3 separate regions of the Mus musculus genome follow, and all the other regions are linked to region 2. A link is a contact called in public Hi-C and promoter capture Hi-C data. All regions are on one chromosome and are shown on one strand. Each heading gives the region's core, a stretch centred on a gene start, on an enhancer-like site or on the middle of the called end of the contact. The rest is flanking DNA. Distances are from core to core; before and after follow the strand shown. Region 1 overlaps Mei4 (meiotic double-stranded break formation protein 4). Region 2 holds the start of Htr1b (5-hydroxytryptamine (serotonin) receptor 1B). Region 3 overlaps Mei4 (meiotic double-stranded break formation protein 4).

Region 1 (4,308 bases), core at 1,339-3,838, 380 kb before region 2:
GTGATATTGTGGAACATCTTTTGGGTACATGCTCAGGGGCAGTACTGCTAGGTCTTCAGTTAGAACTATTTCTGATTTTCTGAGGAACTGTCAGATTGATTTCAGAATGGTTGTGCCAGCTTGCAAGCCCACTAAATATGGAGGAGTGTTCCCATTTCACAGTGGGGATATGTAACCTGAGGAAGGTCATCTCCAGTAGAAAGACAGTGCCCCCCAGTGGAGGAATGAGGATACCAATCCACCTTCAAAATTTTCGACCCCAAATTATTCTTGCCATAAATAAATAAATAAATAAATAAATAAATAAATAAATAAATAAATTCAGGGACAAAAATGTAGCAGAGACTGACCAAATGGTGAACGAGTGACAGGCCTAGCTTAGGATCTATCTCATGAGCAGGCACCAAACCATGACACTATTATTGTTGCCATGTTGTGCTTGCAGACAGGTGTCCAGTATGGCTGTCCTATGAGAGGCTGTACTAACAGCTGACTGAGACAGATGCAGATACTCAGAGCCAATCATTGGACTGAGGATGAGGGCTTCTAAGGAAGAGTTATGGAAAGGGCTGAAGGAACTGAAGGGGTTGGCAATCCCATAGAAAGAACAACAGTGTCAACTAACTCAGTCCCCTGGGAATTCCCAGAGACTAAGCCACCAACCAAAGAGCAATTATTCCTGATCTAAGGCCGCTGGCGCATGTGTAGCCAATGACTGCTCTGTCTGGCCTCAGCAGTAGAGGAGGTGCCTAATCCTGTAGAGACTTGATGCCCCAGGGAGGAGAGGATTTCCCTTTGGGGCACCCTCTCAGAGGTGAAGGGGCAGGGGAGGAAAAATGGAAGAACTCTGTGAGGGAAGACTAAAAGGAAGGCAACATTTGGGATTTAAATAAATACAATAAACAATAAAAAGTAAAATAAAATAGAGATTGATTTGGCAACACTGTGATGGGTTTCTGTTACTGGACATTTAAGGAAAGGCACGGAAAATAATATTTATTAAAAACCAGTGGCTTTCAAAAAAGCATTTAATTCCCTTCTAAGTCTCAAAGGATTAGGTAATACAATTATGTCTGTCTTAAAGTTAAAGAACCAGAGACCCAGGCTTGGGCACTGACAGGATTGTTTCTAGGTCACTATAATTCTGAAGTCTGTATATGTCTTACCCTAAGTCTCAAAGTCTGGTTCTGTGACCCTGAAGTCAGTTTGTATTGATTTGTATCACTCCACGGAAAGATCTAAAGAGGTTGTGATGAGTTGTGTACTCTTTCTGGATTAGGTTCTTTGAAGACTTCAACTAGACCATTCCTTGAACACTGGTTTGATCAATTCCATACTGACTGGAGGACCTCAGATGCTCATATAACGTGGTGCAGCATCACTTAGGCTGTATGAGATACTGCTACCATTAGCTCTTGTATCACTGAGCCTCTTGATGCTTTTGTCATTTTCAAAATATATCAAATTCTGGAGTTATAGAGCCATACTATCAATACATTTATTTTAATACAAAACAGTGAGTTGAGAATTCAGTGTTTGTGTTACAATAAAATTTTCTTTTCCCGGTTTCTAAATATCTGATCCTGAAAACGCACTAATCTCTAATGACTCTACTTTACATATTCTTTAATGATGGTGTTTCAGTTCTCCAGACTTGAAACATGCCTCCAGGATCATATGCCCTTTAGTCATGTCAAACACAGAAAAATTAAGCTATCATTTAACCACACTTCAGTCACAAATTCCTTCACACATATCAAAAATCAGTTATTCTCACAGCGACATGTTCACATAATTTTTCCCATGGTCTGCTATATGTAATATAAAATGAAGATCCTCTTTGATAGTGACCATAAATGATAAAGTGATTATATATATATATATATATATATATATATATATATATATGTGTGTGTGTGTGTGTGTGTGTGTGTGTGTGTGTGTGTGTATACATATATAGAGATATATATACACGCATATATATGTATATATATTCTATTAAAGGAGATAGGGAAATGCATGTGCGTGCACACGCACACTCTCACACACACACACACACACACAAATAAGAAGAGAAAGGAGATCTTCTCATGATGAGCTCCCTAGTCTCTTTAGCATCCCAGCATTGAGACTGAAGACAGAAGTTACTCCCTATCTGCCTTTCTTTTTACAGGTTCTGCTTCAATGCATTCCTACATGTGCATTTCTCCCCGCTTAGAACTTTTTTCATGGTATGCTCACATGTATGTATTAATCCTACAAAATAAAATTAAATTTAAAATGACTTTATATTATATCATGATTACATTTTCTCAGGAGTCTTCCACTCTGTATTTAAAAAGCAACAGAGCATTGAGAAGTCTACTCACCTAACCCTCCCCCAGCTTTCCCACTAGCTTTGCTGACCCAGAAGAGCTCAACTTTTCCTTTAGTTCTCTCTGACCGTTATGAAGAATCAACTGTGAGGTATTTGAATCCTCTTTGTCACCACAAAAAAGTAATGCCCTCTTTCCATGTGAAGGAACCCAAACCCCAGTGCCAACAAAGCATGCCGATTAGGAGGTGAGTCACTGTTACTTCAGAAATCCCCTTGAAAGGACCTTTCATGAGTGTTTCCCAGAAATGCATCTCCTTCAATGCAAACCTACATTGGTATTTGGTCTGAAATAACTGTATGGTAGAAGTTGCTTTAAAAGGAAGTAGCCTTAATCATCTATTGCCAGAAAGCAGTTCGGTGGGGTATATTCATTAGAAATCCAAAACAAAAGCTTCTTTAGAAACTGCATGTATGGGCTGTGAAGAACTAATAATGTGACTTCCTCCTGCAATCCAGCATACTGCAGCTTCGTGCAGGCCATAATTACATTCATGTTTGTCAACAGTTTGAATGGCATGCAATTATCTGTTCCCTTCTAATATTGTCTCTGAACTGCTCTGTTCAAATGCCTGAAATAAAAAGTCACTCTAGAATTAGGGAAAGTCAAATGAAAGACACACTCTTGGACTCTGCAGTTTGGACATCTAGCTTTATAAATAAGTGACACTCATTAGCAGTCTTGTCTGTATTGAGCAAACTGAACGGAGAGTGATGGGGTTCACTCTCCTCAGGATTCGACATATTGACATCACTAAAACATTTGCTTTGGAGTAGAAAAATTCAATTGTGTACTTTTTCGTCTCTTCCCTCCTATCTTGTGTGTTCGTGTTACTTAGAAATGCACTGTGGGAACAGCCTATCACAGAGGGAACTCCACTCCCGGCCAGCTCTCCTCCCACCTTCATCACACTTGTTGAGCCTGACCCACACAGGTAAGCTTCCCTTCCCGAGCCATCTTCCCTGCAATAAAGACAGTCACCGGCTTATAGTAAAGGGCTGAAAAGGTGTTTTCCAAGCAAACAACCCAGGGAACAAGCTGAAGTGGCTATTCTAATTTTCTAATAAAATAGACTTTCAACCAAAATTAATCAAAAGAGACAGGGAAGAGCATGTCAAACTCAACAGAGGAAAGTTCTATCTCAATTCTGAACATCTATGCATCTATGCCCCAAACACAAGGTCACTTGCATTTTGCTAAATCTTAAATCGCACATCGAACTCCACACATAAATAATGGGAGACTTCAACACCCCATTCTCACCAATGACAGGCCAACCAGACAAAAACTAAACAGAAATAATGAAACTAACAGACATTCTAAGTATATGGACCTAACAGATATCTATAGATTATTTCAGCATAACACAAAAGAATATACCTTCTTCTCAGCACCTCATGGATCTTTCTCCAAAATTGATCATATAGTCAGTCATTGCAAGCCTCAACAGATATAGGAAAATTGAAATAGCACCTTCTATATTATCAGACTCCATGGATTAAAGCCGGACTTCTACAACAACAGAAACACTGAAAAGCCTACACTCATGGAAATTGAATAATTGTACTCAATGATGACCTTGTCAGGAAGAGATAAAGAAGGGAATTAAAAACTTGGTACAATTCAATTAAAATGAGGGCACAATACACCCAAATGTATGGGCTATAATGAAAGCAGTGCTAAGAGACCTGAGATAAGGGAGACACCTAAGAACCAGTAAGGGGGACCTGAGCTGTGACTCATAGCATCATCGGGGATATGGAACCGGAAGAAACCACCTCCTGTAGCCAAGCAGAAATCCCAGTGGGACGAAAGAGACACCAACCCACCCACAAAAAATTTCAACCCAAAATGTATCCTGTCCAAAAAAAAAAAAAAAAAATGCAGGGACAGGGAACGGAGGAGAAACTGAGAGAATGGCCAACCTATAACT
Region 2 (4,456 bases), core at 1,369-3,868:
AGGGGGAGGGTATAGGGGACTTTCGGGATAGCATTTGAAGTATAAATGAAGAAAATATCTAATAAGAATAAATGTGGGGAAAACAAAAACGAAAACAAACAAACAAAAAAAAACATGGCAGTAAAAACAGCCAACATTGGCCTTAGACCTGAAAAAGAAGTGTCTATTCAGTTCCCACATTCTGTGATTAGGACCAGTGGCTTGGACACTTTTCAATGAGATTTTCACTGGATGATAAGGACTGTGCTGGACAGTGAATTTTTTATGAGTTCTATGTCATGTTTCTTCTGGTTTCCAGGAAAGTGATAAGACCATGATCAAACCCTCCCAGACTGTACCTGCAATTTCCCCAAGGGAGCCTCACAGCCTCCTGGCTTAGGAAAGTCCCCTTGAGGGTGGTTCATATCCCAATACTAATGACTCAGTCACTATCTGGTCTGGTCCTGCCATCAAATCAGACCTTTTTCTACACAAGGAAGTTTTACTGTTCTCTTGAACAGAAGCCCTTGAGAGAAGGTGCCCTTGAAAGACCTGGAACTTTGGAACAACAACAACAACAACAACAACAACAACAACAACAACAACAACAACAACAGCAAACCAACCAACCAAACAAACATCAGGAATTGGTACCCAGCAGCAATGGGTAAGCTTCTTGTTTGACAAATATGCACTGTTGAGCAAACAGCTGCTTTTCATATGCTTCAAGTCTGGGAAGCTACGAGTGAAATTCAGAAACTAGCTTAATGAACTGTGGTGCTTCACTGAGCTCCGCCTAAATCCCTTCTGTGCTGCAGCGGCATATTCACAGAGCTCTAACCAGAAGGTAAAATCAAAATCTGCCTGCAAGTAGTAGAACCTGCTGAGGGTGTGGGACTTCAGATCAGCTGCAATGCATGGGAATGCCACAGGTGTCTGTTTCTCTCCCAACACCAAGGCGGTTTCTCAGTCTCCTGCTTCGGAAACAGAAATAAGAAGGCTGTCCATAGTTGTTAATATTCTCCCTCCTTCCGCCTCTTGAACACGCCCCTCAATCTTCCCTAGCTCCCGAATGATACTAATGATAGTATAGTAGCAGGAAAATAGTTTCCTGGCATCCACCCGGCTTTCTTGCCCCTCAACCACACTCTTGCTCCATCCTGGTCAACGCCCCCACCTAGTGGCTCAACATTGCCAGCTTCCAGTCCGTTTTCAATAGCTTTTAACTGGTGCTGAGCTAGTTAGTAAGATAATGAAGGCACCTCATGTAGGTAGATCGAGTTGAAGACTGGAGGATGGGGCACCTTAAAATGTGGTGGAAAAAAATGCTTAATATGCTGAAGTCTCTGATCTTAGGAAAAGGAAAAGAGGAAAAAAGGTGGTGTTTTTATCCTCGCGGCATCTACTGCAACACAGCTTAAACCTTAAACCTTAGTTAAAAAGCCCCCTTCCAAAGCTTGGAAGATTTTTTTTTTTAGGACACTAGCTGCCAAATGAAAGTATACTGATTTAGTTGACTGTAAGCAACTGTCTTTGCCTCTCCTAAAATATAACTGCTGTAAAACTGGATCTGAATTTGCCCCGTTTGTCTCCATATTCCTAATGCAGAGGAAAACACTCAGCATCAGTTATGCTTTCTAATTTTTGTCTGCCTTGCTGGCTTAGAGGGGCAAGAACTCAGGGAATTTGGTTTGGGACTTTGTCACCTTCAGTCTCTTGTAAAGGTCTGAAATTGCTCCACCCTTAAAACTGGATGGCCAATAGAGCAGATGATCCTGGCTGAGCTCTGGGATGGAACGATTTGAGGTGTAAAAAAAAAAAAAAAAAACACTTGCAGAGAAACTGATGATTTCAATTATAATGTGACTCTTACTAGATCCATTCAACATATCAAACACACACTTAGGCTCGCGGGAATTCTAGTGGGAACCTTAGTCCTTAACACGGGGAGAATACATTGCCATTTACTTTGCTTTTGATTCCTAAGTAGACCCTGTATTTGTTTCTGTTCAGATTGGAGGCGAAACCAAGGCTAGGGAATCTGCTCCGGGTTTGGGGACCCAGCTGCTATGCTTACTGCCCCCTATGGCAGAATTGCTAACCTTTTGCCTAGGGCAAAGGAGACAGTGGTGACTGTAGTTGTGATGGCTCAGAGACCCCTTTATTTTTCCTTTTCTGGGAGGGCTGAGTGGAAGAACTTCTTACTGAAAAGTCGGGCGCTGAGCTGCGGAGCCACTGGGGCGGGAGGATGGGGTGGAAGGTTTAATTTCGCATACAGTAGGCTTCTCTTTATGACACTGTTTTACATCTTGCAGACAGCTTCTCTCCCGTTGACTCACAAAGTTAAAGGGGAGGATTGAATGACAAGCACAAATTTCTAAATGTAGATTGGGAAATTGTGTTTTTAATGTACTAAGAGTCAAAGATGTCTCAAAGCCCCAGGCATGAAGTATAGCATGCACATATTGGCTGCTTCCTTCTAAGGAAGCATCCCTGGCGCCTCCTAAACTGGGTGTGGCCCTCGGTGTGGGGTTAGATTCCAGAAGGGAGAGTTCAGATATTGGCGCTTGCTCCACCTACCACCAACCACCAGGAAAGAGGGAGGTGGTGGTAGGCGGAAGCCTAGACCCGGACGCCCGCACTAAGTCTGTGGCAGCGACTAAAGACGTGGGTTGACTGCGGAGCGCAAAGACTCAAAGCTCTCAGAGGCTAGAACAGGACGTCCCATTACCCATTCCCTGCTTGAAAGGCGACTCCAAGTTTCAGGGTCGGGAGAAGGGACAAGGTGAAGAAAACTGCGAGAGAGGGCGGTAGGACCCTGCGGGAGATTCTGTAGCAGGGACTGGATCTGGGCGGGAGGAAAAGAAGGAGGGAGGGAGGGAGGGAGAGAGGGAGGGAGGGGGGAAAGAGCAGAAGGGAAGGTGCTTTGCAGCCGCCGTCTGCTCTCGCCGCACTGCACGAGTTGCACAGCCGGACCAGGCTGGACCCAGATAATATAAAAGGAGCCCCACCGGCTCTGAGGCTCACACCCCGCTCCCGGGCTGGCGCACACCGACTTCCTCCCGCTCCCCCAGACACCTGCCCCCTCCCGGTGTGCGGCTCCAGGTGCCCCAGCCCCTTGTGCCCCGCGGCATGGCTCCCAGCGGCGCTGCTGGAACCCTGGAGGTGGTGACAGCTGCAGGGCGGCTCGAACTGCCGCAGCTCGGGCCCCAGAGTCTCCCCTCTGGTGGCCGGGTCTCCACGGGGCAGCTCGCTGGTGTGGCCAGCGTGTGAAAAGGGAGGGAGTGCGGCGCCCAGGCTGCTGGCGCCGCGCGGCTGGCTCGCAGACTTCACAATCCCCAAGTCAGGCGGCGGCCAAAGAAAGTGGCGGAGCTCCGGGCTTGTAGGGGGCATGGGGTGGGGATGCAAGCCCAGGACTCTGCACTGGCCTGCAAGCTTCGGTCTGCACAGCCAGCAAACTCCTTCGGGCGGAGTCTGCAGATTCCGGAGCGCCCGGGTTAGGAGAAGCTGAGACCTGAGCAATTGGGGTAAGAGGTCCCACTAGACCCCGAGACCCCTCTACAAGCGATACTTAGTCCTTCTCCACTGTTTGCCTCCAGGGAACCTGAGAGAAGCTGGACTGGGTGGGCCAGTGCTTTATTCACCCGGGCGAAGACGGGGAGTGGAGAGGAGCTAGCAGACGCGGCAGCAGCGCCTGGCGCACTGGAAGTGCAGGGGACGCGCCCGCAGGCTTGGTGGCCGCGCCTGTGACCTCTCCTTTGGGCTGAGAACACAGGCGGAGGAGTTACTGAGGAGCCCACGGAACTGGCTAGCCAAAGGAGACAAGCCTATAGTCTCCATGATCCTCCCGTCCTCTGTTCTTTCCCTGGTCCGCTCCATGTTCAAGAGCTGCGCTCCGCAGCCAGGACGAGGAGAGCTATGGAGGAGCAGGGTATTCAGTGCGCCCCGCCGCCTCCCGCCGCCTCCCAGACAGGGGTACCTCTCACCAACCTCTCCCACAACTGCAGCGCCGACGGCTACATTTACCAGGACTCCATCGCCCTGCCCTGGAAAGTCCTGCTGGTTGCTTTGTTGGCGCTCATCACCTTGGCCACCACGCTCTCCAACGCCTTTGTAATCGCTACGGTGTATCGGACCCGGAAGCTACACACCCCGGCTAACTACCTGATCGCCTCTCTGGCAGTCACTGACCTGCTCGTGTCCATCCTGGTGATGCCCATCAGCACCATGTACACGGTCACTGGACGCTGGACACTAGGCCAGGTGGTCTGCGACTTCTGGCTGTCGTCGGATATCACCTGTTGCACTGCTTCCATCATGCATCTCTGTGTCATCGCCCTGGACCGCTACTGGGCCATCACCGATGCGGTGGAGTATTCTGCTAAAAGGACTCCCAAAAGGGCGGCCATCATGATCGTGCTGGTGTGGGTCTTCTCCATCTCTATTTCGTTGCCACCCTTCTTCTGGCGTCAAGCCA
Region 3 (4,362 bases), core at 453-2,952, 310 kb before region 2:
TATCATGGGCCAAAGATCAGAACAGTATTGATTTCACATCAGCTAGGATATACATCATAAAGTGTTCTACACTTAAGTTTTCTAAACTGATTTTTCCTAATTTAACTTTGTTAGGTAACTTTAGGTGTTTCAGATTTATTTTCAAAAATAAAACATCTTTTAATTTAAAATTGAGAATTTTATATGCAAACTGTATTTACATCATTTCCACCCCTCTTTTCCTCCCTTCTCCAGTGTCCCCAAACTGCTCTCAAACTCCTGTTGTAATTTTCTTTAATTATACTTATGTGTTCATGTGCAGGTGTATGTATGTGTGTATGCATGTGTACATGCATGTTTGCGTGTGTGTGTGTGTGTGTGTGTGTGTGTGCATGGGTATGTGTGTGGGCGTGCCCAAGTGTTGCATATAGTCTACTGCATCCACATACTGTTGTCCACATGTGTTTTTATGGAGGGCTGACCACTTGGGAGTAGATAATCTATCAGAGGACTCACACCTGGATATTACCGATTTCCTTCTCTCAGTAGACACTTTTATTTCCTGTAGCTCTTCATATAGGTGTTGGGCCATATAAAATTTCCTCATGTACACTGGCATGCCATCTAATAGTGGTATATTGAAGGTTTTGTTTAGGTAATTATATTTTTGAGATTTCATGAGTAAGGCTTCCCTAACATTTATAGAAGACATTATTTCACAGCAGATGCCCTGGTCCTCTGGCTCTTAACATCTTTTCATATACATAAGAGCAAAACAATTCACCAAAACCCATGTATTTGTACATAACTATACTGAAATATTAGTTGATGTGCATTAGTGATTAAATGTTACAAATTAATTTTACTAAAAAAATTATGACAAGTTCACATTGGAACTATCTAATATCTGTCATTTGGTTCCACTTGATGTTCCTTTTCAGAAAATAAAACAGAACAAAACAAAACAAAATAAAATCTAGGCCCAACCAACCATAACAAAAACCTTAGACTACACCTGAAAGACAAATAAAAAAACAAAGCAAAACAGAACAATTTCTCCTTTTGGATTGAAAAAGAGAAGACTGTGTACTTCATAATAAATCATTTTTAGAATTCAAGAGTAAAACCCACTATGAAACAAATCATTGAATCTCTAAAAAAGACCCTGGACTTCTATGGGATGCAGCCACAAGTAAAGCTTTGGGAAGGTACCAACTATCTTGTTCAAAGAAAAGTACTTATAACTCAAATACTTAAAGTTAGATCTGGGGTCTTTATGGCTGCTCTCGTGGGAATATTGTATCATCTCTTTGCATCTCAGTTTTCATATCTGTAATGCAGGAAAACCATTTTCCCAGACTGTGGCTAAAATTATACCTACTGATCATTTCAAAGTAGTTAGCAAGAACTCAGTGAATGTAGGTCTAAGAAATTAGAAGTTGGAATCAAAATCTGTTAATGAGGTGTTTCTAAAGTTTAACGTCTGTATGAAGTACCTGGGGACCTTATTAAAATACAGATTGAAATTCGATTGTTCTGAGATAGGGGCTCAAGAGCCTGTATTTTTACAAGGTTTCAGGCGATGCGCGCATGGCTGATCCCTTAACCATATTCTGAGTATTGCAAGGTTAATGCACATTAAAGCAGGAGCCAGCATGCACGTGCTGTGGGGAAGAACAGCTTGCCTTTGCAAACGCTACCCACAATGCTGTGGGGTTTTGTAATTAAAAAAGGAAAAGGGAAGTAGAACTTCTGCTTATAGCTGTCATGGCCATCTACACCATCATATAATATATTACTCAGAGATTGGGATTAAGTCATTAATAATGCTTTACCTTAATATGTTACTTAGTTTTTAAAAAGAGAATAAAATGATTATGGAACTGTTTGCGTTCATGAGTATGGCTCGTGGATTGAATTTGGTAATTTTGCCATGATCCTGACATCCTCTTATATACGTCTGTGTTTTTTTTTCTTTTGTTCCTTGATTTTTTTTTTTGTCTGTTTGTTTGTCTTGTCTTATTTTGTTTTATGGTTCTGGGAATAGAACCTAAGGACTTCTGAGGCAAGCATTCCTGCTGAGTTATACCCCAGCCTTTGAAACCCTCTTTTCTTTTTTTCTCTCCTCTCTATTCTTTTCCTTTTCCTTTGGTCTTAAGCAAACCAAAAACATAACCAAATTAGATAATGAAATATTCAAAAATGTACAATGCCCACTAATTTGCTTAGCTATACAGGGCCCCAGCATTAACTCAAAGATGAACCTACTCATTTTTAAATTTAATCTGTGTGTGTGATATGTGGCTGTATGTATTGTGATATGTGTGTGTATGAGGTGTATGTGTGTATACGTATATAAGTCTGTGTGTCTGTGTGCATTTGTGTGTATATATGCATGTGTGCATGATATGTGAGTGCAGACATGTCTGTTCCATGGCTAATGTATGGAATCACACAATGACTCCCAGAAGTCAGTTAGTTCTCTCCTTTCCTGCTGTGATCCACTGTTGAACTCCCTTCTTCAATGCAAGCCCTTTACCCACCGAGCCACCCACCTGGCCTTTCACCTGGTTTTGTGTGAGTACAGTAAAGAGCAGCAACACACTGAGATTTAAAACAGCTAAAGCAAATGTATGACAATAGCACCAAATTATCTAGTTATGCATTCATATGAAATGACTGTAACCTATACCATCATTCAGTTCTGGCCTTATGAAGGCTGGGTAACATGCAGCAGCTCTGAATGCATCCTTGGTGTAGAAAAGTCTTCCTTTCTTGCTTTCTACACCAATACTTTCCTAAATTTCCCACTAAGGTGATGGCCTCTAACTCATTGATTTATTTTCAGTAATTGCCATCTGCTATTCAGTAATTGCCACATACTGTAGTTTTGCCAGGCCTCAGACACTGCCCTCTTTCTATTTGTAATTTGTTTTCTAATTATTTATAGACAAACAAACAAACAAACAAAAAGCCTTCATCTCTACTACCTCTAAAATGTACCTCATGGCCAGTGCCCTGTCTTGAGCCCCACATTATAATACTGATTGATGGTTGGCTGTGCTATCTGTCTTACAGTTATGCCCCAGTCATTATTAAAGTTTGGGTAAGAATGGAGACCTGGGCTATGCTTCCTCTTGGCCCAGGACACCTCTTCATGCAGAAGTTACCAAAACCTTGAAGCAATGTTTATTTTTCTCTCTCTTCTCTTTCTCAAACCCACAGTCAAGTGCTATAAATCTCCTTCTTTAAAACTTATGTTCACAGTATTTTTAATAGTATCCAACACATTCATGCTATGATCCAGGGCTATGCTTATTTCCAAGAAGGTAGTACTGTACCCCTTTCCCTGTCACTCTGTCGGAAGTGTTCTTGGCTGACTGGTTTGGTATTTACTTCATCACTTTACATAGCATACCTAGTTTTCCATTTTGGATGGTTAGAGTTGACTGCTGTCAGCACTTACACATATTTATTAGCTAACTTCTTTACCTGCTTGCACTTACTAGCCAACACATCTGTTGGAACCTACTTCTACAGAAGACCAGCTGAAACAACTAGCCTCATGGGACTGACTGAGCAACTACTATATTCTTGCACCTCCTCTTCACAGTTGACCATTGTTGAGTTAGTTGTACTACAGAATGTAAATCATCACAATAAAATTCCCTCAAGATAGAGATACATTCCATAAGTTCTGTGACACTAGAGAACCCTGACTAATTTTTAATTTTGCCTAAATCACTATTCATTATTTTTCATGTCATTATAACTACTCATACACAGCAACATCTTAAAGAATATTATATTTTCCTGTTTAATATTGACCAGGTTAATTGAGTAAGCACTTAATAAAAACTCACCCCTACTTAGTTTCAAAATATGCATACACTTTACATATTCCACCAATAGAATTTTCTTAATTCCTACTAGTTTCTGATTGAACAGAAAGCAGGAATGGTTGCTTTCTCTGCTTAGTGCCCAGATGTCACTCTGAAGTCTCCTGTCAGCAGAATTCTATCTCATCATTGGTTGGAATTTCATACTTTTTATTTTGTTTCCTTTGTTAATTCATTTATCAAAAAGTAACAGCCAGCAGCATCCAAGAAAGTTGCCTAGCTGGTATCTTTTTAATTGTTTGTTTGTTTGTTTTGAATACATCCCAACCACAATTTGTCCTCCATCCTTCCCATTCTCCCCATTCCCACCTCTCTCCCACATCCAATCCTCCTCTGTTTTCCTTCAGAAATGAACAGTTCCCCAAGGAACATCTACCAAATACAGTATAAAGAGCTCAATTAGACTAGGCACAAACCCTCATATCAAGGCTGGGCAAGGCAACCCAGCAGGTATAAAAGGGTCTAAGAGCAGATAAAAAGAGTA

What was found. Promoter capture Hi-C pulls out the DNA fragments that hold promoters and counts their contacts. A called contact is a pair of places that touch in the nucleus more often than the background predicts.
Region 1: a Hi-C map of Th2 cells shows a contact between it and region 2, with 2.2 times the contacts expected there. The contact joins the enhancer-like site here to the promoter of Htr1b in region 2. A contact is called at or near these places in 1 of 15 datasets of contacts at CTCF or cohesin (large pre-B cells), 2 of 484 Hi-C or Micro-C datasets (both in Th2 cells), 2 of 115 datasets of contacts at active chromatin or transcription factors (embryonic stem cells and large pre-B cells) and 2 of 9 other capture datasets (embryonic stem cells and liver).
Region 3: a promoter capture Hi-C map of pre-B cells shows a contact between it and region 2, with 2.2 times the contacts expected there. The contact joins the enhancer-like site here to the promoter of Htr1b in region 2. A contact is called at or near these places in 1 of 39 promoter capture datasets (pre-B cells), 1 of 484 Hi-C or Micro-C datasets (cortical neurons), 1 of 115 datasets of contacts at active chromatin or transcription factors (large pre-B cells) and 1 of 9 other capture datasets (pancreatic islet).

The regions. Positions count from the first base shown.
Region 1 is chr9:82,009,406-82,013,713 of GRCm38.p6, reverse strand. The region is part of intron 4 of Mei4 (meiotic double-stranded break formation protein 4); the gene reads right to left. Among named protein-coding and RNA genes, the nearest start is that of Mei4, 150 kb to the right of the region's middle. Within about 2 kb of position 2,588, at least 3 of the 459 cell types and tissues checked have an H3K27ac peak or open chromatin away from gene starts, as enhancers often do. A contact at or near this core is called in Th2 cells, where this site is marked.
Region 2 is chr9:81,631,994-81,636,449 of GRCm38.p6, reverse strand. It overlaps Htr1b (5-hydroxytryptamine (serotonin) receptor 1B), which reads left to right and starts at 2,618. Exons shown (of 2, transcript NM_010482.2): 1 at 2,618-2,764; 2 at 3,579-4,456. The coding sequence starts at 3,898. D430036J16Rik (RIKEN cDNA D430036J16 gene) reads right to left here. Exons shown (of 3, transcript NR_040395.1): 1 at 4,171-4,456.
Region 3 is chr9:81,943,126-81,947,487 of GRCm38.p6, reverse strand. All of the region lies in intron 3 of Mei4 (meiotic double-stranded break formation protein 4), which reads right to left. Among named protein-coding and RNA genes, the nearest start is that of Mei4, 82 kb to the right of the region's middle. Within about 2 kb of position 1,702, at least 7 of the 459 cell types and tissues checked have an H3K27ac peak or open chromatin away from gene starts, as enhancers often do.